Linked DNA regions of Mus musculus: region 1 is linked to region 2. The links are chromatin contacts, called in public Hi-C maps. All regions are on one chromosome and are shown on one strand. The core of a region is the stretch at or near the end of the contact, and the rest is flanking DNA. Distances in the headings are between cores, read along the strand shown.

Region 1 (4,649 bases), core at 874-3,373, 250 kb after region 2:
TCTATGGTTGGAAGCCGTTACCTCAGCCCACTGGTCCACTCTGGAAGGATTCACTGCACCACCCCCACTCGGCCCCTGGGAGCCTGTGGCAGAGGAGGGTCCCACCTGCTTGAACTGGATGGCGATTAGCATGTGGGATCGGCTGCTGCTGGCGTTCATGTTGGTGGACGCTGTCATCCTGATTTTTGATCCTTGCTCCACCAGCTTTTCAATTTGTGCATAATTCTCACAAGGCACCCACTTCAGACCTTCCACAAAAAACCCCAGCTGTTGATCCTCCCTGACTCTTAAGCCTCCGGGAGCTTTGGTTCTAGACAGCAAATCCCTGATCTGTGGGAGGAAAAAGAAGAAGGGCTGGGGTCGTGTTTAAGGTGGACTTCACCTCTTTCCTTGTTAGATCACTGCCTGCGGAATTTTAGATGCTCTGTAAATATGCCTGATGTAGTCGAATGCTGAGTTTCTGTAGGGACCAGACAACCTTAGACCTGAGTTAAGTGTTTCAACACTGTGTGGAGGTTGGAGGACAATTTTGAGGCGTTGTTCTCTTTCCACCCTTACGTGGGTTCAGGAGACTGAACTCAGGTCACCAAGCTTGGCACCAAGCAGCTACATCCTCTGCGCCGTCCTGCCAGCTCCCAGAAACCTACCTTTTAAGTCGAGCAGTTATTTTTGGAATTGCAGCTCAATTATGTTCAAGAACCCCCTGTCTGAGTTTCTAAGAGTGCTGTGAGCACTTCCTCCTGATCCATGCATGGCCTCCACAGGCTTCTATGTTTGGATATTGGCTAGCTGGTCCCCAGTTGGTGGAACCATCTGGGTAGGAGTAGGAGGTGGAAGAAGGTGTGCCACTGGACTAGGCTTTGACGTCCCCAGTGGCTCTGCTTCCTGTTGGTGGGTTCGGATGTGAGCTCTCAGCAGCTGCCTCAGCGCCGTGTCTGCCTCCTTTTGCCACGCTCCCTGACGCAAAAGTAACGGACTCTTACCCTCCAGAACTATAAGCCTCAAAGAAACCCTTTCTTCTGTTTATTGTCCTGGCTATGGTGTTTTACCACAGCAACAGACAGTAACTAAAACAGCTGCTATGTGGCTAAAGCATACAGTGTGAAGAACAAGGGATTTGAGATGGTGCTGGAGAGGCAGTGGGACGGGGGGGGGGGGGGGGGAGACGACGGGGGGCGGGGGGGGGGGAGGCACATGCATTACAGAATGACAGGCAGCCAGAGTCCTTGGTGTTAGTAATTCATGAAGTCACTCAGGTATGTGTGTCAGAGCATGGGCTCTCAGGACGGATGTGGCTCAGTGGTAAAGACTGTTTAGTGAGTTCGAGGACCCGGGTTTGATTCTCCGCAGAGGAGGCTGGGGAGGGAGACAGGCAGACAGACAGAAACAGACACACACACACACACACACACAGATAGAGCGACAGAGAGAGACAGAGCGACAGAGAGAGACAGAGAGAGAGCCCGGTACCTGTTCATTGTAGATTTCCAGCATGCTAAACATAACCTGTAGAGAGAGTAATGAGTCAATATTGTCTTGAAGAGACATAACAGGGAAACACTAACATACTCTAGTAAATGTGTCACACTGCATTGTTCTTAATGAATTTTATAAAAAGACACAAAATCGTCTGGGGAGGCACTGCTCAAGCAGGAGGACCTGAGCTTGGATCCCAGAACCCACAAAAAAAGCCAGGGCTGCCGGCGCTCACCTGTAATTGTGGAGGCTGCCGATAGGTGGCGCGCTTGGCTTGCTGCCGGCCAGTCTAGATAAAAACCAGGGAACTCCCCTTCTCAAGGGACCAAGGTGGAGAGTGATGGAGGTCCTCCATCGGGGTCCTCCTCAGGTCTCCACAAGTGTGCACAGAGGCATGTACACCTACCTGTACAGACATGTGTGCACGTACCTTTGTATCACTTACACATGTATATACTCACATAAGAGATCCAAAACAAACAACAACAACAAAACGGACACCATACAGGGACTGTATTCCAGCACTCAGGAGGCTAAGGCAGGAAGACTAATGAGATTGGAAGGAGAGGGGAAGGAGAAGGGAATGAGAGAGGAAGAGGAAGGGGACGGGAGGGGGACGGGAGGGGGAGAGGAGGCGGGTTCTGCCACTCAGTGCTGAGGGAGGGTTTTAGGAAGGGCTTTATAGAAATGACTCATTGCACATAACTAACCCAGGTGATCCAGAAGTTTCTAGAATGGCATCTCACTACCAAACCATAGGTTGGTTCTGTATGTATGGATTCAACCAACAGTTGGTCAAAACAAGTAACAACAACAAAAAAAATACCCCTCCTCTGCACCAAGAGGTGCAGGGTCTTGTCTTCTTGTGTTTTGTCTGATCTCTGCTGCCATCTAGAGCAAGGACTGTGCCTGTGGGTGTTTGCGGACATTTTACTGTCATGTTTTGGAGCTAGTCACACTAGTGATGGCCACCGACTTTCAGTGGATTCAAAGCTTGCTCTGGAGGCACCTGAGCCAGGGACAGTAAGACCCACCCTTGGCACCTGGGTGAACTTCAGAGACTGAGCCCATGTTTATGCCCAAATCAGGGTAGGTCCAAGTCCCAGCACCGTCTATGACATAATACAATATATAAATATTTGCCTATTTTAGGACACACGCATAAACCTGAAAATACAGTCGATGGTGCCTTCCACGTGTGGAAAATGAAAAGGTGAAATTCGGTCTGGAAAGATGGCTCAGCGGTTAAGAGAACTGGCTGCTTTTCTGAAGGTCCTGAGTTCAAATCCCAGCAACCACATGGTGGCTCACAACCACCTGTAATGAGATCTGACGCCCTCTTCTGGTGTGTCTGAAGACAGCTACAATGTACTTACATATAATAGATAAATCTTTGGGCCAGATCGAGTGAGTGGGGCTGGAGAGAGAAGAAAAAGTGTCTGAAGACAGCTACAGTGTACTTACATATAATGAATAAATAAATCTTAAAAAAAAAAAAAGAAAAAGGAGAAGAACAGGTAAAATTCCCAGGAGACGGGAATCTAGAATAACTAAGGCATACCTGGGGTTCTAGATTTTCCTTTTGCTTCTCAATAGCTTGGAAGAGCTCTTCACACACTCTTGGAATAAGACCCTTGTTTGTGCCAAAGCCAATCATGGAGTAGCTTTTTCCAGAGCCCGTCTGGCCATAGGCCAGGAGAGTAGCATTGTAGCCTCGCCAGGCACTGTCTAGAATTCCCCTTCCGATATCATGGAAGACATCGCTCTAGAAACGATACCGTTAAATGTCACCAGTGGCGGTGACTCTCCTGAAAGTTTCCTCAACACACATATGCATTTGTGCATACACTGACACAACACAGCCCCCTCCACAGAACCACAGTTTGTATCCAGGGTGCCACCCAACAACAGTCCATGTGTCAAAGGTTTAGCTTCCAGGTTGGTAGCGTTGGGAGGCTGTGAAAACACCCTAGTCTTTTTCTGTCTTTCATTTTTTCTGTTATGAAATCTATAGTTTCCCCGCCCCCTTCCACACACACCGCTGTAATGTAATGCATTACTTTACCACAGGCTGAAAATGTAATGGCCTACAACACTGAAGTCTTGATTCAAATTGGGTTATCACAGGTGCTTTTTATACAAACAGAAAGCGGCCTAATGATACACTCTAAGAAACAACCCTCCCCTCAAGGCTCAGTGACCACTGAAGAGAGGGAACAGAAAGACAGTGAGAGCCAGACAGACGTCAGGGAGGACCCAAGAAGGACCACTACACTCATCTCATAGGCCCAGACCTGCACAACAACAGGCCAGTCCCTACTCCAGCACAGAGGGCTAGGGGCTCAAGAGCCGCACACACAGTAGAGCATACTGACAGTGGATGGATTCTAGGGGAAGACAATTCTCTTTGAGGGTGTGACCCCTGGTAAGTGGAGAGGCTCCAGCCAATGGCCCCACACTCCTGAACATATGGATAGCCAGAACTTGTCTCTGGGGGAGTCAATAAATAAATAAATAAATAAATAAATAAATAAGGAGACAGCTGGAGAGTGAGTGGGGTGTGGATGGATCTAGAAGTTTAGGCAGAGGAGTAAGGGGTGAGTACCATAAAAATACAAATATGCATGCGTGAAATTCTAAAAAAAATAATAAAAATATCTCATAAAATATGTTTAAATTTGTATCATTTTATGTACATGGGTATTTTGCCTACATGTATGTTTAGACACCACATATGTGCCACCTGGTGTCCTTGGAGACCCGACGAGGCCATCTGATACCATAGAACCTTAGTTACAGACAGCTGTGAGCCATCAGGTGGCTGCTGAGACTGAACCCCGGTTCTGAAGAAGAGCAGCCAATGCTCTTAGCTACCTCTCCAGCGCCTATATTAAATATATTACAACAACAACAACAACAACAACAAACCTTTAAAAGCAGGCATGGTGGTAGAGTTCTTTGGGAGATAGAAACAGGGGAAAAAATGGAAACTTTTTGTTTGTTTGCTTGCTTGTTTGCTTGCTTGTTTTTCGAGACTGGGTTTCTCTGTGTAAGAGAGCCCTGGCTGTTCTGGACTCCATTTGTAGACCAGGTTGGCTGGCCTCGAACACTCAGAGATCGTCCTCCCATTGCCTCCCAAGTATTGTGATTAAAAGTGTGAGCCACCACCACCT
Region 2 (5,049 bases), core at 1,162-3,661:
CTGGTCTGTGGGCAGCCCTTGGTGCATTTTCTTAGCTGATGATTGATTGGGGATTGTCGGTCCCACAGGGGTTGGCATCACTGCTGGGTGGGCACTCCTGGATGGTATAAGAAAGTCAAGCAAGCCATAAGGAACAAGCCGGTCAGCATGTCAGCAGCGGTCCTGAGCCTCTGCCCCAGCTCCTGCCTGAGTTACCTTAGTGATGGACAGTGATGGAGCATGTGACTGAAATGAAAAATTAACCCTTTCGTCCCCAGCTTGCGTTCTGTCATGGTGTTTCATCAAAACAATGGAAACCTAAACTGAGACACAGCTAGAGTTCAGCCCCAGAAACCCACACAGTCAGAGGAACTACCTCACAGAAGTTGTCCTCTGATATCCACATACATGCACGTAAGTATGCACAAAGAGAGAGAAAGAGAGAAAGAAAACAAAAAATTAGTCAACTAATGTGGGGTTAAAGGTTATCACAGAATCCAGTATTCTTTTCCAGAGTGAGTCTTAATCAAGTTGTAAAACTGACTGGTTGGGTATCAAGAAATACCTTTTTTAATATTTAAAATATAAAATAATGCAAATTATCATATTTGGTTCCTATATCACAACCAAGATTGTGCTTCCTTACAATTTTAGTTTTGATTTCTTATGCTTTTACAAGATAGTAATATAGCATATATACAGATATATTAATATAATTTAGACAAGATAACTTGAAAAATATCCTTAGGTCCAATTTCCTATCAACTTCAACAAATACCAAGAAAGAAAACCTTAGAGAGTACATTACTGCTTTAATTAATTTTAAAAATATTAATTGGCATATCCCTAGTTTGTGCTGATTTTACAAGTGTTTGAAAATAGTTATTGGATTAAACCTCCCTTCTTGTTTATAGTCTTAATTAGCTAAGCAAATCCCTTTCTATTCGCCTTCAACAGTACAAAGAAAACTTCAAGCCAGCACATCACAATTACTGTAAATTTCTAATTAATAAGTATAACTTTAATAAGTTTCTACCATACCTTAGTGAATATTAACCAGGTTAAACCCCAGTCATTATCAGGCTATTGACTAAACGCCATGGTGACCTGGAGTTCTGTATGTATCTGGAAAGAATACAGGCACGAGGGCGGAGGCATCCATGCTCCAAACTGTATGAGAAGATGTATGAGAAGAAAAGATTCTGAAGAATTCGAGAACACATGCAGGCTCTTGAGATCATCTTACGTTTCCCAAGTGTCACGGGCTAAGAATCCGATCTCATTTTCTTTTCTTTTCTTTTCTTTTTTTTAAGATTTGTTTATTGTATATATATGAGTACACTGTAGCTGTCAGACACACCAGAAGAGGGCATCAGATCCCATTACAGACAGCTGTGAACCACCATGTGGTTGCTGGGAATTGATATCATCAGGATCTCTGGAAGAGCATCTCTCGAGCTCCCCCACCTTCCCCTCCCCCACGCCCATTTTCAAAGGAAGCTAATCCAAACGTGTTATTCTGTAACTGAAACGCCCTCGGTCTCCATGTGATGGTGGACGCTATGACATTCTTAAAAAATCATCTGAGGCCCTGGGTAGGAAAAAATAATTAATGGAGAATGTCTCAAAATGCAGATGTGTTGTAAGGCCTGGGGGAGTGGTTCAGTGGTAGGGAGCATGCATGAGGCCCTGAGTTCAGTCCCTAGCACTGAATCCACACCATCCCGCCCCACCCCACAAAGAGAATCTGCAATCCACTGTGAAAACTTCAGACAGAAGGGATTTCAGCAAAATGGCTTCCTAGAAGTACCTGATGAACGTCTTATACAACAAAAGACCAAAGAAAACCAACAGCTACTTTACTGAGTTTTTGAGTAGGAGCTGACAGAGTGGGTTAGGAAAGGTACTGAAACACACAGAGAAAGAAACACAGTAGCTGTAGAAAGAATGTAACTAAGCACACAGCACTTACAGCCCCAGCTCTGGAGAGCAACCTTGAACCAGGAAGTACTTCCCTCTGCAAAGAAGGAAAGCAGGAGGCCCCAGACATTCCCACTGAAATATGTGCTGCTGTAAAAGCCTACCACTCCCAGACCCTGAACCCTATCTGAGGAGCTGCAGGGTTCCCACACAATTACAAGGCATGGAGCCAAAAACCTAACAAAGAATACACAGGACATACAGACAATGAAGCAGTCCTCAGCCCCAGAAAAATAATAGAATCCTGTCATTTGGGGCAACGTGGTTGGAACTGGAAGAAATGAGCCAGGCACAGAAACAAGATAGCATCTTCTTACTCACACGAAAAACTTATATAATGACCTCACAGAAGTAAAGAGCAGAGGTCACTGGTCTCGAGCAAGGGTATGGGCAGAGGAACAAAGACAGGACAAGTACCAGACACCAAAATGCAGTCAGATACAGGAGAAAGGTACTGCTCTACAGCACAGCAGGAAGCCTGTTTCAGAGCAGTGTAATGTATTCAGTGAAGAACTGGAATGAGTTCAAAGCCACAAACACAAACAAATGAGGTGTTTAGGAGGAAAATGTTGACTACCTCATTTGGTTGGTCACTATATATTGTGCAAATAAGTTATTTTAATTACAAAATGTAGCCTGGAAAAAAAAATGGTCACAATTAAAGAACAATTCCACAATAACAAAGTAGGGATACGACAAGTTTATGCAATGTGTGCCGTCAGAATAGATTTAGATGGGAAGAAAAGAAACAGAGACTAGATAAAGCCTACTGTGTGAGGCTGGGGGTTTGCTCAGTAGGACAATGCCTGCCTAGTGTGCATGAGGCCCTGGGATTGAATCCGTTGCTGCTACTCCACAAAAATAATCCACCCAAAATCGGATGGTACAAACTTACATACTTCCAGCACTCAGGAAGCTGGGGCAGGAGGATTGCTGTAAGGCCAGCCTAACTAAAAGGCAAGTACCAGGCAAGGCAAGATGCCAGCGAGGAAGAGAGAAATATTAGCAGGACACGGAGGAAAAACAAAACATCCTTGTTCTGAGAAAATACAAGCCGAGGGGCTGGAAAAATGCTCAGTGGGTAAAGTGTGGACCATGCAAACGTGAAAAGTCAGAGGCGGTGCCACACATTTGTAGTGCTGAGGACATGGACTCAGGAGGCTCGCTGGCGCTCACTGGCCCCACCTGACTGGTGGCCAACAGGTCCCAGTGAGAGATCCTACCTCATGTAAAACAAGGAAGACAGTGATCAAGGGGAAACATTCAAGGTTGACTTCTGCATACATACATGTGTAGATATATGTATGTATGTGTGTGCGCAGTGTGCACGTGCTCTCTCTCTCTCACACACACACACACACACACACACACACACACACACACACACACACCCCTCAATGTATCCACAAGGAAAGAGACAGAAAGACAAAGAGAACGAGCTGAGCACTGTTGTTCAAGACTGTTAATTCCAGTACTTAGGAGGTAAAAACAGAAACAGTTCAAGGTCACCCTCAAGTTCAAGGCCAGCCTCTCCTACATAGCAAGTTCAATGGTAACTTCTACATAGGAAGTTCAAGGGCAACCTCTCCTACACAGGCAATTCAAGGCCAACCCGGACAATGTAATATCCTTATTTAAAAAAAAAAAAAAAAAGGAAGGAGAAAGAGGAGAGGGAAACAAGCATACATGAACTATTTAAGTAAAAAAAAAAAAAAATTACATATGCAGACTAGCCTTAAAATGGTTCAAAAAATAAATGTATGTGTGTATAAATAGAGAGCAACTAAACATGACAAAGCCCACATGGGGAATGCTAACTTTTGCTAAATTTGGATAAAGGACATAAGAAACATCTCTGTTTCTTCTCAACTTTCCTGTAATTTTGAGATTATACCCAAATAAAGTTTCTTTTAAAAAAAATGATTTAACCAATTATAAAGCAGAATTAAAGAAGAGAATGCATTCACAATGAGCCTTTAATTTCAACTATAATTAGCAAACTAACAAAAAAATATACTTTGCAATGAAAATATCTAAAAGTTAACGTGATATAAAGCACAGATAAATATTTTATGAGTTATTAAAGCTTACTGGAGCACAGCAATTATACTCTGGTGCTGTTTATTGTTCTGCTCAGATTTCATCCTGAGCCCATCAGGGCTCCCCTGAGGAAGATTAAAACCCTGTGTCTCCAATCTATAAATAGACTGTTAGATCCAAACCGAAAGAAGTTCTATAAATACGAATGAAGCGAGTTCCTTAAATCAACTAGATTAACAACTGCAGAGGTATCAATGGCTGACAGACTGTAAGAGCTCATTAGCGAAGCACAAGTCAGCTACAGGAAGTGGAGGACATCTGACCCAGTCTTGAGACACAAAACTGGTCATGATGCTTTGATGATTCCATAGTTCCAAAATACCCGACTGTAGTTTGACAGTGATTCCCATAATTTTTAAGTGTGGGAAGGACTGGGGGGCATTCAAGACAGGGTTTCTCTGCATAGCCCTGGCTGTCCTAGAGGTCACTCTGTAGACCAGGCTGGCCTCAAACTCACAGAGATCCTCTGCCTCTGCCTCCTGAATGCTGGGATTAAAACCATGCACCATCACCTCCCAGCTAAATTTGTTTTAGAATGGGATATAGACCAAAAGCCAATTGCCCAGCACTGCACAAGTCACAAAGTTCTCAGACCGCTCCTTGGTCTTGGTTAACATTACTACTGCGGTGATAAAACACAATGACCAAGAACACTCTGGGGAGGGAAGGGCTTCTATTTCACTCACAGCTCCATTTAACCCTTCATCAAAGGAAGTCAGCACAGCCACTCAAGCAGGGCAGGAACCTGGAGGCAGAAGCCAATACTGAGGCTAAATAAGAACTCTGCTCGCCAACTCATTCATCATGGCCTGCTCAGCCCACTTTCTTATAGAACCCAGCACCACCAGCCCAGGGATGACACCGCCCACAAACGGCTGGGTCCTCCTGGCAAAATTACTAATTAAAAAAAAAAAAAAGTTCAGCCGGGCGGTGGTGGCACACGCCTTTAATCCTAGCACTTGGGAGGCAGAGACAGGTGGGTTTCTGAGT

What was found. Hi-C and Micro-C count contacts between places; a contact is called where the count stands out from the background.
Region 1: a Hi-C map of embryonic stem cells shows a contact between it and region 2, with 4 times the contacts expected there. The contact joins two enhancer-like sites. A contact is called at or near these places in 9 of 39 promoter capture datasets (the C10 cell line, HPC-7-derived erythroid cells, embryonic stem cells and 4 more), 9 of 484 Hi-C or Micro-C datasets (CD4 T cells, the CH12 cell line, centroblasts and 3 more) and 1 of 115 datasets of contacts at active chromatin or transcription factors (stem cell-derived neural progenitor cells).

What each region holds. Positions count from the first base shown.
Region 1 is chr1:179,732,893-179,737,541 of GRCm38.p6, forward strand. It overlaps Kif28 (kinesin family member 28), which reads right to left. Exons shown (of 23, transcript NM_001370897.1): 3 at 3,038-3,241; 4 at 1,471-1,506; 5 at 106-330. Among named protein-coding and RNA genes, the nearest start is that of Kif28, 10 kb to the right of the region's middle. Within about 2 kb of position 2,124, at least 15 of the 459 cell types and tissues checked have an H3K27ac peak or open chromatin away from gene starts, as enhancers often do. A contact at or near this core is called in embryonic stem cells and trophoblast stem cells, where this site is marked.
Region 2 is chr1:179,483,945-179,488,993 of GRCm38.p6, forward strand. The region is part of intron 1 of Smyd3 (SET and MYND domain containing 3); the gene reads right to left. Among named protein-coding and RNA genes, the nearest start is that of Smyd3, 32 kb to the right of the region's middle. Within about 2 kb of position 2,412, at least 30 of the 459 cell types and tissues checked have an H3K27ac peak or open chromatin away from gene starts, as enhancers often do. A contact at or near this core is called in embryonic stem cells and trophoblast stem cells, where this site is marked.